2 separate regions of the Danio rerio genome follow, and region 1 is linked to region 2. The links are chromatin contacts, called in public HiChIP or PLAC-seq maps. All regions are on one chromosome and are shown on one strand. The core of a region is the stretch at or near the end of the contact, and the rest is flanking DNA. Distances in the headings are between cores, read along the strand shown.

The links. HiChIP or PLAC-seq counts read pairs in DNA pulled down with a chosen protein or histone mark.
Region 1: a contact with region 2 is called in an H3K4me3 HiChIP or PLAC-seq map of pancreas, with 5 times the contacts expected there. The contact joins the promoter of ap1b1 here to the promoter of osbp2b in region 2. A contact is called at or near these places in 2 of 4 datasets of contacts at active chromatin or transcription factors (gastrula embryo and pancreas).

The regions. Positions count from the first base shown.
Region 1 is chr5:25,469,387-25,475,969 of GRCz12tu, reverse strand. It overlaps ap1b1 (adaptor related protein complex 1 subunit beta 1), which reads left to right and starts at 5,255. Exons shown (of 22, transcript NM_001128530.1): 1 at 5,255-5,310. gas2l1 (growth arrest-specific 2 like 1) reads left to right here. Exons shown (of 5, transcript XM_695912.10): 5 at 1-1,723.
Region 2 is chr5:25,367,486-25,374,142 of GRCz12tu, reverse strand. osbp2b (oxysterol binding protein 2b) reads left to right here and starts at 4,033. Exons shown (of 14, transcript NM_001122748.1): 1 at 4,033-4,340. The coding sequence starts at 4,033.

The DNA of each region.
Region 1 (6,583 bases), core at 4,006-6,505, 100 kb before region 2:
ATGGTAATTCTGCCTTAGCTATGCAATGTTGCTATTGAATGTTGCCTTGACAAATTTTCTTGCCTTAAAGTAAGAATGAGAAGTGTAAAGTATGGTCAAATCTGTTAGCGTGTGAGGGAATGTGTTCAACTGAATGGATCTTCTGTTTTGACCCGTTGTAAACTGTGAGACAATCGCGATTTAAAGGAGTAACACCTGATCCTGTTTGTTGTTTTTTTTCAGCAGCTGGTTAAATTTGAAGATATTACTTGATTTATCTACAAGTGAGAAATGATGAAGGATGTTAAACGAAAGATAGTGCCATATTGTCCATCAATAGGTTTTTCCAAAAATGGAAATCAAAACTTATGGATAGAAAATGGAAATTGTTAAGGAAATCAAATGAATCCAAAGCTGTTTATAAAGTAGTTGTCGTGGTATCAGACCAATTTCTTTTAAAGTCTATGTCGCCACCAAGTGGTTGAGCGGTTAAACAGCTTGACAAAAATATCGTCACTAGCAAAGTTTGATTGACCTGAATCGACAGTATGAACGTGAGTTATCATAAATTATCTGTGTGTGTGTGTGTGTTTATTTCAAACACATTTGTTCTGACAGAGCATTGCATATTATAGGGGAAAAACATCGACTACTTTTATAAATTACACTACACACACAGTGCTTTGGCAGTGGATTGTTTATTTATATCAAGTAAGTTATTAGGCCTTGGTGATTGAATTGTTTTCTAATAAAGGGATGACGTATGTTTCTGAATGAATGAATGAACTGTTTACTTCTGGTATGTTTTCTTGTGGAGGATTTCTATCGGCGTGTATTAATGAGCTCAAGTGTTGTTTTGAAAGATTTTCTGATGTTTGCTGTTCCATTGAATCAAAAAGGGGTCAGAATAGTGAATGGGAATTCATTACAGTATTATTATTATTATTGTTTTATTTTTCGCCTAACTGACTGCAATCATTACTGTTAGCATGGCTGTCAAAATTCCACAACACCTCCTGTATGAAATAACGCAATAGAATTCATCACTACACATTGTTTTTACATTTGTTGCCATTTAAACATCTGATGTGACACTTTAGGATGTTAAATTTCATCCCGAGGATTATATATAAGGACAGTCGAGCTTTCTGCCAACTTATATTGATAGCTGCTGTGCCTAAATCTTACTTTAGAACACATAAACACTACAGACTATTTAATCTTTAACTGCCATACACTTGTACAGTAAACCCATTTTGAGATCCATTTGTAACCATTCTGCTTTGCTTTTACAAGACAATGAACAATTACTGAAAGATGATTTGGACTGTTTAAATAATTTATTGCATGGATGGGTTCTCTGTTTCTTTATCATTATTGGTGTCAGGATTGTGTAGATTCACGTTTTATTTACTTGAGCAAACCCATCTGCGTTAGGAGAATATGATGTTCAGATGTGATCTACAAAATGCATGTTGAATCTATAGTCATGCTCTGGTTTCATGAAAAGGTTGTTGGATGGTTTTAAATCTGAATGTTGGTGGTTTTACTTTTCACGTCTATTTTTTTATTTTTTTTGGCTGATTGTTTTTTTTTTTAATGTTGACAATGAAATGTAAGGTCTTGACATTGTGGAATTTGTCTGTGTTGAATAGCAATATTGCAAGACCAACATTCCACTGTTCTTTGAAAACCAATTGCTGTTAATTTAATTCTTGTAATTAAAATGTTTTGGATGAAACCATTTGTATTGTGCTTGACTTCATTTTTTGTGTGTCGAATTGGGGAAGAAAATATGATGGCTGTAATAATTTATTATAATAATATTTATTGTAAATAGGTTGTATTATGCTAATACCATGATCATTTAGAGAACATTTTATAATTGGAAAAAAACATTAATTCATTCATTTTCCTTCGGCTTTGTCTTTTATTCATCAGAGGTCGCCACAGTAGATTGAACCGCCTTATCCAGCACTTGTTTTACAAAACAGATGCCCTTCCAGCTGGTACCCAGTACTGGAAAACATCCATACACACTCATTTACACATACACACACACTCACACACACACACACTACAGCCAATTTAGTTTATTCAATTCACCTATACTGCATCTTTAGACTTGTGGGCAAACCGGAGCACCTGGATCAAACCCACACGAACACAGAGAGAACATGCAAATTCCTCACAGAAATGTCAACTGACCTTCTTACTGTGAGTCGAAAGTGCTAACCACTGAGCCACCATGTCGCTCTTGGAAGAAAACATGTTGAAACAAAACTGAAATATGAATTTGAAAATGTATATCCATTTAATTCTGATTATGTTTTAATCTTGGCTCCTTGAATTCACTAAAACATATGACTCTGATCATTCAGTCATTTATTTTCTTTTCGGAGAATTTTTTTTTGTTTTTATCACTACTACTATGTGATTTGTTTTCATATTTAATGTAAACATCACAAGTGCTTTGTCAATACATATGTAACATTTGTCATGCTAATACAGCAAGTTTGAATTGAATTAAGAGAGAGGGACGTTTACTAAACTTTCATCCAGGCCTAAATACATTTTGAAAGAATCTAATACAAATAACTTGTGTAAGTTAGTAATATTGTGATTGGTAAATCACAATTTACAGGAATCATAATATAAATATAAACATTTACCAATAACATTCATTCATTTTCTTTTCGGCTTTATCCCTTTATTAATCCGGGCGCAGTAGGTAGTGCTGTCGCCTCACAGCAAGAAGGTCGCTGGGTCGCTGGTTCGAACCTCGGCTCAGTTGGCGTTTCTGTGTGGTGTTTGCATGTTCTTCCTGCCTTCCCGTGGGTTTTCTTCCGGGTGCTCCGGTTTCCCCAGTCCAAAGACAGGTGGTACAGGTGAATTGAGTAGGCTAAATTGTCCGTAGTGTATGAGAGTGTGTGTGAATGTGTGTGTGTGGATGTTCCCCAGAGATGGGTTGCGTCTGAAGGGGGAATCTACTGCGTAAAAACTTGCTGGATTAGTTGGTGGTTCATTCCGCTGTGACGACCCTGGATTAATAAAGGGACTAAGCCGACAAGAAAATGAACGACTGAATGCCCTTCCAGTCGCCTGCAACCCATCTCTGGGAAACATCTACACACACACATTCACACTCATACACTACAGACAATTTAGCATTTTGATGCAGGGAGAACATGCAAACTCCACACAGAAATGCCAACTGAATCAGCCGAGGCTCAACCCAGCGACCTTTTTGCTGAGGCGACAGCACTACCTACTGCGCCACTGCGTCACCCATTTACCAAGAACAATATTATAAAAATACAAGAAGAAACCGTTCGTTTTCAGTTATACAGCACAATGCACTATTTTGAAACACCAAATATTTGAAACACCAAAATACCAAATAAGCTGTCAAGATCATCTATACAGCCTACTTATAATAATTTAAATCAACCAAGATTCTTTCTTGTAGCCTACCTAAAAACTTTTCATTATTTTTATCCGAGTTTAGCCTTTCCTATTACAAAATGAAACATTTGCCAATGTAATCTTCTCTTGTTAACATATTTTAAACCAGGAATAAACAAACCAGGAATAAACAAATAAACTGTGGAAAACGTTTCACCACATTTTAAAAGAAAATATTACATAAGAACCAAAATAAAGGCTTTAACCTATTACAATTAGCAAATGCTGACAAAGAGAGATTTGAGCTGAAGAGAGAGAGCATCAGCAGAGAGTCAGCTGGTGGACAAAACTTGTCAGAATGATTATGAATCATTTAAATGAATGTCAGCATGCACTGGGGTGGATTGCTACAGAGTGTGACGCAGCTGGGATGAGAATCAGCACCTCCAAGTCTGAGGCCATGGTGCTCCACCGGAAAAAGGTGGTTTGCCATCTCCAGATTGGAGGACAGTCCTTACCCCAGGTGGAGGAGTTCAAGCATCTTGGGGTTTTGTTCAAGGGTGAGGGAAGGATGGAACGTGAGATTGACAGGCGGATTGGTGCAGCGGCAGCAGTAATGCGGTCAGTGTATCGGTCTGATGTGGTAAAGAAGGAGCTGAGCCGAAAGGCAAAGCTCTTGATTTACCAGTCAATCTACGTTCCTACTCTCACCTATATGGTTATGAGCTGTGGGTCATGACCTAAAGGACAAGATCTCAGATACAAGTGGCCGAAATGAGTTTCCTTCGCAAGGTGGCAGGGCGCACCCTTATAGATAGGGTGAGTAGCTCTGACACTTGGGAGGAGCTCGGAGTAGAGCCGCTGCTCCTCCACATCGAGAGAGGACAGCTGAGGGGGCTCGGGCATTTGTTTCGGATGCCTACTGAATGCCTACCTATAGGGAGGTGTTCTAGGCTTGTCCCACCTGGAGGAGACCCAGGGAAAGACCCAGGACATGCTTGAGGGAATATGTCTCTCGGCTGGCCTAGGAACGCCTCAGGATTCCCCAGGAGGAGCTGGAGGAAGTGTCTGGGGAGAGCGAAGCCTGGGGTTCTGTTCTAAGACAGAGGTAAAGTTGGTGTTATATTCACATTTGTTTATTTAGAACTCCCTATATTGTTTACCATGTTACTTTGAATATTCGATCGGAATTAGCATGCAAGTATGACTTGAAAACAACATTAACACTGTTTATTTGACTGTGAACAATGATGAACTTTGATAGTCATTGGCTGCTAATTTGATTTCGCTGTTTAGAGTTTGCAAATAATACTAAATATAATTAAAAATATTGAATGATTAAATGAATGTAGGGCTACAGTTGTTTATTGTATTTTATCTTGTTTTATTGTAATACTGTTTTTCCCTCTTTCATTATCTTTTTAATCCTAATATTATTTTTATGTGTTTTTTATGTATTTATCAAATTATTCTCCTGTATATATATATATATATATATATATATATATATATATATATATATATATATATATATATATATATATATATATATATGCATGCTTTATTTAAAATAATTACTTTACAATTTTTTTAATTCTTCATGTAATCTGCAATGCTTTATCAATACTTGACAAGTCATGCCAATGAAGCTCTTTTGAATTGAACTGAATTAAAAACAACAGGTTTACATTTGCAGCCATTCTGTAATGATTAATACGTACATTAAAACAAAGCTAACGGCATACCAATCGGTAGTTTGCAGTATCTTATACCTGTAGATAGTCGTGCATTTAACAGAGTGTGTAATATGAGCTGAAAACTCCTCAATGAAAACGGAAGACGGAAGTGTGAATCATATGATGACAAAACATGTAAGGTGGGAGGGAAGGAAGAAGGCCGACTTGTACACACTCACTCTTCACTTCGGTAAGCAGCGTTTCTGTGTTTAACTGAGGTACTGTGACTCGTCTCCGTTTATGTGTGGCTTTGGCGTTGAGGGCTTGGACAGCAATACAGTCCGCGAGATTAAAGGCTTAACAGTGCGCTCTCATAAGCCCTGATTAAGAAGGTCATGAAGCTTTAGCTCTGGAGCCGTTAGCATTCGGCTAGCAGACCCGTCGAGCATCTACATCTCCGCGAGCAGGTTCATTCATCGGACAAAAATGGAGTGGGCAAGTCAGCTTTGTGTGAGTTGAGGTCCATTTCGCTCGTGTAGTTAGACGAAGGGGTCGTAGACAGTTTAGGCTTTCGAAATTGGTTTGAAAATGGCGTAATAAACGTGTTTTGCTGGTTAGCTCTGGCTTCACCTGCAGCGAAGCGGTTGTGGTTTGTGTGACTGTCACCTGCTGCATCACAGTTGTGCCACGTACATTTTAACCAGTTTGATGTTACGGTTTAAAGATCCCAGCTTTTATGATGTTTCTGGTGGTTTAGTTTGTGCTTGACAGCTTTCTGACAGTTGACAGTTACTTTATCTGCACTGCTCCTGATAGGACGCCGCCTCACACGTTGAGAGAGAGATTATCAATTATTGTCAACCGGATGGAATGGCTGGAGTATTTATGGATATATACATATGTGTGTTTTTAAACTCTTTGCTATGTGCTTTACATTTGAGTCCAACTATTGATTATACAACCTTTTGGCTTGAAGGGATAGTTCACCCTAAAATGGATATTTACTCACTATTCACTCACCCTCAAGTGGTTCCAAATTTGTATGAGTTTCTTTTTTCTGTTGAACACAAAAGAAGATATTTTGAAGAATGTTATAAGCTGGTAACCATTGACTTCCATTGTAGGAAAAACAAATACTATGGATTCAAGTTAATGGTTTACAAAACATACTTCAAAATATCTTGATGACAGAATTTTCAGTTTGGGGTGAACTATCCCTTTAATGTTAGTTTTCAGTGCTAGGCATTCCTACATATTTGCAGATGGCTCTTTAGCCATCAGTTGTTGTAAAGTTCACGTTTTTGTTAATAAATCTGTGGTCTTCATAGAATGTTGCAGCCATTCCAAATTTCATTTAAAACAGCATTTGTTCGTTTTGAAAGTTCAGAAGAACAGTTATTTATTTATTTGTTATAGAAACATTTTATCTTGACTGCTTTTCCAAAACTGTTGTACCTAGTTTTACTGCTAACGTTACTTTTAATCAGTTTAATGCTGAATATGCAATAACTGATAAAATGTTG
Region 2 (6,657 bases), core at 2,784-5,283:
CTTTAAGAAGCCTCACACCCACCCTAAATACTTTCCCAAGGCAGAAAAAAATATCACAGACACAATATTCTCATATCAGTGTGTTTTGGAAAGAAAAAAAATCTCCCTTGTTTCTTTCGAAAGCAACTCTGAGAGCCATCTATGCACATCTTCAATGACGAGCTGAAAACTGAAAAGTTAGCAGCTTGGGTCATGCTTCAGACTTCTTTTTAACCATAAAGTCTCTGTTTTGTGTTTAATGGAGCTGCATGCTTTAACTGGGAAAACTATTCAGGGGTAAATTGCACTGATGTACCTAGCCTACATAAGTGAGTACAAGCAGATTTCTGTAACAGTACTTTAGCATTAGTCTTTTTATATAATGTCAGTGTGGAATTAGCTTAGCATGTGGTTTAAGTGTAACTGATGGGGAAACGGTCAGACTAGTGTTAAGAAACAGCCGAGGTGGGCTCATACGTTTGCATCCCACACTGTGTTAAGTGCCATGGTTGTGGACCGAGGACTAGGAAACATGTAGCAGATGTCATGTTCTTGTGGAATGTGTCCTGTGCTAGTAATGTTAAAGGCAGTAATAGACTGAACATTGAGACTTGATGAATATGGAATCTCTTGGTAGGACTGTTTGATATTTTTGTCAATGTTTTAGATTTTAAAGGGCTACCTGCTTTTTCTAAAATGAAAACAGATGTGTTTTTTTTTTTTCTTTTAGTAGTTGTAATGTTTCATCAATGAAAAATTAATAAACCGTTTCGAACTACGTCTCAGCATTCTCCTCTTATGTTGAATATTTTATACATCACTTGTGTCTCAAACTCAAGCCAAACGCTCGTGCCACTTTTGAAGCTCTGTGGCGCCATCAACTGGCGAGAAATCAAAACATTACATGATTAAAAAAACAAATTGGTGTGAAACAGAGAATAGCAGTTAAGATTAATTGTAATTAAGTTTAACACGCAAAGTGATAGTTTACCCAAAAATAATATTTACTGTTAATTTATTCAACTATTAATTCACAAAAAAAAAAAACATACATAAAAAACATAACCTTAAACCACAGCATCAGCAAATGGTCTTGAGTTTCAGAAGCTTGCACTATGAGGCTCTATGAGCAAAAGTCGTTCTGTAATTATAAGAGACAATTATTATCATTATTATTTTAAACCATTTTAGACATGATATTGTCAATACATATATATTTTTATCTATTTTGTTATTCTGTTTTAAGGGTTAAGAGGTGACTCTCTTAGACACAGTGACATAGTGTATACTGTATTGTGCAGGAAAGCCCAATTTTTTTCTTATGAAGGGCCAAAAACAAATATCATTGAGAGCCGTGGGCTGAAGATAAACATACCAAACTCATTCATTCATTTTCTTTTCAGCTTAGTCCCTTTATTAATCTGGTGCAATTCACCTATGGTGCATGTCTTTGGACTTGTGGGGGAAACCAGAGCACCCAGAGGACACCCACGCCAACACGAAGAGAACATGCAAACTCCACACAGAAATGCCAACTGACCCAGCCGAGGCTCTTACCAGGAACCTTCTTGCTGTGAGGCGATTGTGCTACCCACTGCGCCACCGTGCGCCATATACCAGACTATATTATATTAAATCTGCCATGAGTAATTTCCTAATTTATTTCATAGTATTTCAAAATAAATAAAAAACATTACTTTGAATCGTATTAACTAATGCAGTATAACTTTTTAAATGATAACTTATTGCAATGAAAAAAAACAATCACATTTATAACACAGTGGAGTCAATGCTGAATACACAAGTCAAGCAGAATCTGCCTTTGACATTGGATGGCATTTTAAACTAAATCTGATTAACTGACACCATTTAAATTGAAATTTCTCTTCAGTTAGCTTTTTGTAGCTTAACAATACAACAAACAAACAAAAGATTAAATTAAATTTGAAATGACTACCTCTAAACCCCAATCATTCTCTTTTCTCAGATGGAATGGCAGGCCAAATCAAAGGTTACCATGGGCCAACTTTGGCCCACTGGCCCTAGTTTGGGCATTTCTGGTAAAGTGTATAGTGAATCATTTGGAAAACTCACTGTGTGACTTGCTGCCACCTACCGGGAAACATTACCTATTAACTGAAAGAATACGAACATTCCTTATAAGTCTCAAACTCGATTCTTGGAGGGCTGCAGCTCTGTACAGTTTTTCTCCAACCCTAATCTAACACAGCTGATTCAAACAATCAATGTGTTCAAGATGGTTGTTGCTATATCGGATATGGTTGCAGCCGGAAGTTAATGAAAATATTTATATTATTTATTAAATTTCCCATTTGTTGTATTTTATCAACGTCTACCTCGACCCTTAACCCAGCCATCACAGTAATGTAAAAACAGTAGTTGTACTGAGTATTATTTATGCTATCTATTAAATTACCAAATGAATATGTTTTAACCCCTACCGCCTCCCCAACCCTAAACCCAATCATCACAGTAGTGTAAAAAATGTATTATGGTTATACAGTGTCATAAAAAATGCTGCTATATTGATGTGCATATCGCACTTCTGGTCAGCCGCGTATCGGATATAGACTTTACCATTCAAGAGACTATTTAGCTGGTGTCAGTTGGAGGTGGTTGGAGCTTATCTATGCAGAGCTGCGGCCCTCCAGGAATTGAGTTTGAGACCCTTGCCTTATTAGATTAAATATTTGTGAAAATCTCAGGATTTTACAATGTGTAATATTATTTTTTTTAGCACAAGCTATTCATTATTGTTTTGAGGGTACTATTGTAATAACAATGACCATTTAACTTTTTAAAAAATTACTTGAGATTAAATGTAATGGTCAAACTTTACAATAAGGTTCCATTAGTTGATGTTTATAAACTAACATGAACAAACTGACAAACAATAACAATCAAGAACATCTATTACAGTTGGCTATTTATTCTTTTGTTGATGTCAGTTAATGAAAATAAAGTTGGTCATTGTTAACTCTCAGTGCATTAACTAATTGTAACAAGCTAAATTTTGGAATTCAATAATGCATTAGCAAATGTTGGACTACGATTAACAATAGCTGTAAAAGTTTGTTCATCCTTAGATCTAGTAAATAAAACTTTAGCTAATGAAGCCTTATTGTAAAGTGTACATATAGGTTACAATATTCTCCAGACTGATGGTTTTACTTCTTAAAAGCAAAATGTATCACCAGAAGCCACATTTTTTTGACACTCAGCTACCAGTAGCCATTGACTTACTTTTCTTTGACTTTTCAGCAAAAATAAATAAACAAACGTATTTCAACTTCTGCTAAAACAATAAACCAACTAACATATTGTAAGGCCAGAGAATAAATTGTCAGCTCATAGCTATTAAAGAAATAGTTTATCGAAAAATCTAAATTCTGTCATTATCCACTCACCATTTGCTTGTTCCAAACCTGTTTGACTTTCTTCACTTGAAGACAATAGAAGATATTTTGAAGAAATATGGAAACCTGTAACCATTGATTTTCAGAGTACTTGTTTTTCCAACAGAAAACAGTTAGTTTTCCAGTTTACAGTTTGTAGCTTTCTTCAAAATATCTCCTTTTGTGTTCAACAGAACTAAAAAATATATATACAGTTATAAGGGTTTGCATCCACTTAAAAATGAGTAAAATTTAATTTGGGGTGAACTATCCCTTTAAAATTTCAAATGTGTTTGAGTAAACTCTTTACGTAAATGTAAATAAAACGAATCATAGACAAAGGCGTCAATTACATCAAGTCCTATAAATACACTAAATTAGTTGAACACATGTTTTGTATAACTCAACAGGCCTACTGCACGAGTACTATGATGTGACGGACTGAACGGTGATTTCTGCTGTGGCGCCTGTGGTCGTCGCTCCAGCTCTCTCTCGGTCCTCTCGCTGCTCTTCATCTCTCTGTCATCATCGGGGAGAGAAAGTGCGCTGTTTCACTCTATCTCTATCTCTCTGCCCCATACCATCCTTCTCGTCCTCCTCAGCAGCCCGTCCATCTCAGCGCATCGGCGGCGAGTTTATGGGGAGAGTGGCCGCTCCCTGCAATAACGGCCCCGGCAGGATCGTGTCCTTTCTCACCGCAGTCCCGTGTTTATCCTGCAAACAGCAGCAGCAGCGGCGGCAGCAACACCATCAGTCTGCGGCAGTGGAGCGGGGCAGGAGGAGGATGAGCGAGCAGGGCAAGAGTGCCGCGTCCACGCCGGCGAGCGGGACACCAGCCCCGGGCTCGGACACCTACAAAGGCTGGCTCTTTAAATGGACTAACTACATCAAGGGTTACCAGCGCAGATGGTTCGTGCTCAGCAATGGACTGCTGTCCTATTACAGGTAACGGTAAAACACGCGCGCGGTCCTTAATATTATGAACATGTGTTAATGTAACTCATTTATTTGGAGAATGTAATATATGAATATACCATAGGCTATATTAAGTAATGTATGGTTTTCTATGGACGAATAGTGTAAACATCTGTCATGTCAATACAGGTCATGAGAGCTGTCAAACACACATGCGGACACTTCTAGTGCACAACATGAGTGTGGACAGATGCGAATCATTATTTACCTCACTTTAAGAGCAAGTGTTTCTTTTAAACCACGTTTTTAAAATGCTATTATGAGCGGATAAACGCATGTCTTACTCATTCAATGTTAGCGTTGTTTTTATTAGCGCGTCGGCTAGCGCTCGTGCTAACATCTATACTGTCATACAACAGCGATACTCTGTGACGCTTACGAGAGAGTCGTTTCACTTTAATATCTGACAGGCGACTTTTGCGTGTGTATGTGGGCGTGTCTTACAAATTTAGGGCTAATCATATTTCTGGCTTAATGTTATGGCGAACTTGGTCATTATTAATTGATACCGGTCAGTTTTCAGCCGCTGGCCAGCTACAGATGTGTTAGCCAGCGTTAGCTTTTAGCCAACGTACACGCAACAATCCAGAACATCCCTTGTAAACATTTGTCATGGTACGCAGTTTTCCTGAAAACATAACAGAACAAATGTCATACATTTGATATCAGCTTCCTATATATGTATATATATATATATATATATATATATATATATATATATATATATATATATATATATATATATATATATATATATATATAAATATAAACTAATTCAATTCAATACAATTCCTGACAGTGCCTTAAAGCTGGATTTTAGTGAGTCACATTAATGTAATATATTTTTATGTTTATATGAACACATTTGTTGGAAAATTACACTCAGATCTTTTTTCTCTTTGTGACAGCATCTCAAATGACGGCTTGAGATACCTGATGATGTGAAGCCTCTATGTATGCAGTGATACAGTATCTGTTTAAAATTTAAACCTTCTTCACATGTGTCACCTGTGAGCTCTGCCAGTAACACCTGTTGTTCAGTGGTATTCGTGTTTCATCTCTCCCCATGTGTCAGGAAGACAGGTAGATCAGATGAGGTGACCGTCGCAAACAATTGCTTCATTACAGTTTTCAGGCCTCATGTTAGAAGCATTTAATGATCGAGCCGAGCAGAAATATTGCTCAGTGGAATGTGTAAGTGATTGCTCATTAAGTGGCTCAGTTGATGAAAATCACAGAGAAATAATTATTAGAATATCTGAGCTGTACAGATTAGACGTTTCATATTGCTGGTGATTCTGCAGTTTCTGAGATGTTGCGTAATGTGACCTTGAGGTTACTGAACTTTCTGGCAGACTGCATAGCTGCATATCAAGCATGTTGAAAACATCGCACACTTACATTGTTTCCAGCGAGTCTGTGTTGGAATTTCTCATGGTAGAAAGAGGGGGAAATGGACTTCCTGGAAAAAGTGTTGGAGAAATGTAATGCTCATTATCACAACTCTACAACATGAATGTAATCTTACTCTACAGTTCTAGCATCACAAAATACAAACACCTGTTCTGTTTGTTTGTTTGCTGGACCAGTGTGCGAATCATATATTGATGATCAGGGGGGGTCAACTGTTAGTTTGTGTAATGCTTCAGTCATTTATGTATTTACTTTTAATTACATCTAGTTTGTTAATTAAATTTATTTAAGTGTAAAGCAATTTGAGAAATATTTAGTGTATTCTGATTTACAGTATTCTCTAATTAGCTATTTCAGAGAATTACTTTAGGTTAAACTACAAACTTTTCCAGAGATGGGTTGCGGCTGGAAGGGCATCCGCTGTGTAAAAACTTGCTGGATAAGTTGGCGGTTCACTCCGCTGTGGCGACCCCAGATTAATAAAGGGACTAAGCCGACAAGAAAATGAATGAATGAATGAATGAATGAACAAACTATGAGTCTAATTTGATTTTATTTTCAGGCTAATTGTAGATACAAACACCTATTATAGGAGAAAAAAAGTCTTGCGAACATGATGTCAATCTGTGCTTTAGATCTGCCACTTGCAGACTTTTTCTTCGAGTAGACCAATTGGCACAATTGTGCATTAACAATGGTTTGAACTTCAAATGTATTCTATGTAATCTATTTATGTAATCTATAAATGTAATCTATTTATAATCTATTTCAAATGTATATTAATATTATCTATTATTTACAGATTTTTACAGATCAAAGTGAAATATTTCTGATTATTAGAGAACTGACCCCCCCCATCCCCCCCCCCCCCCCC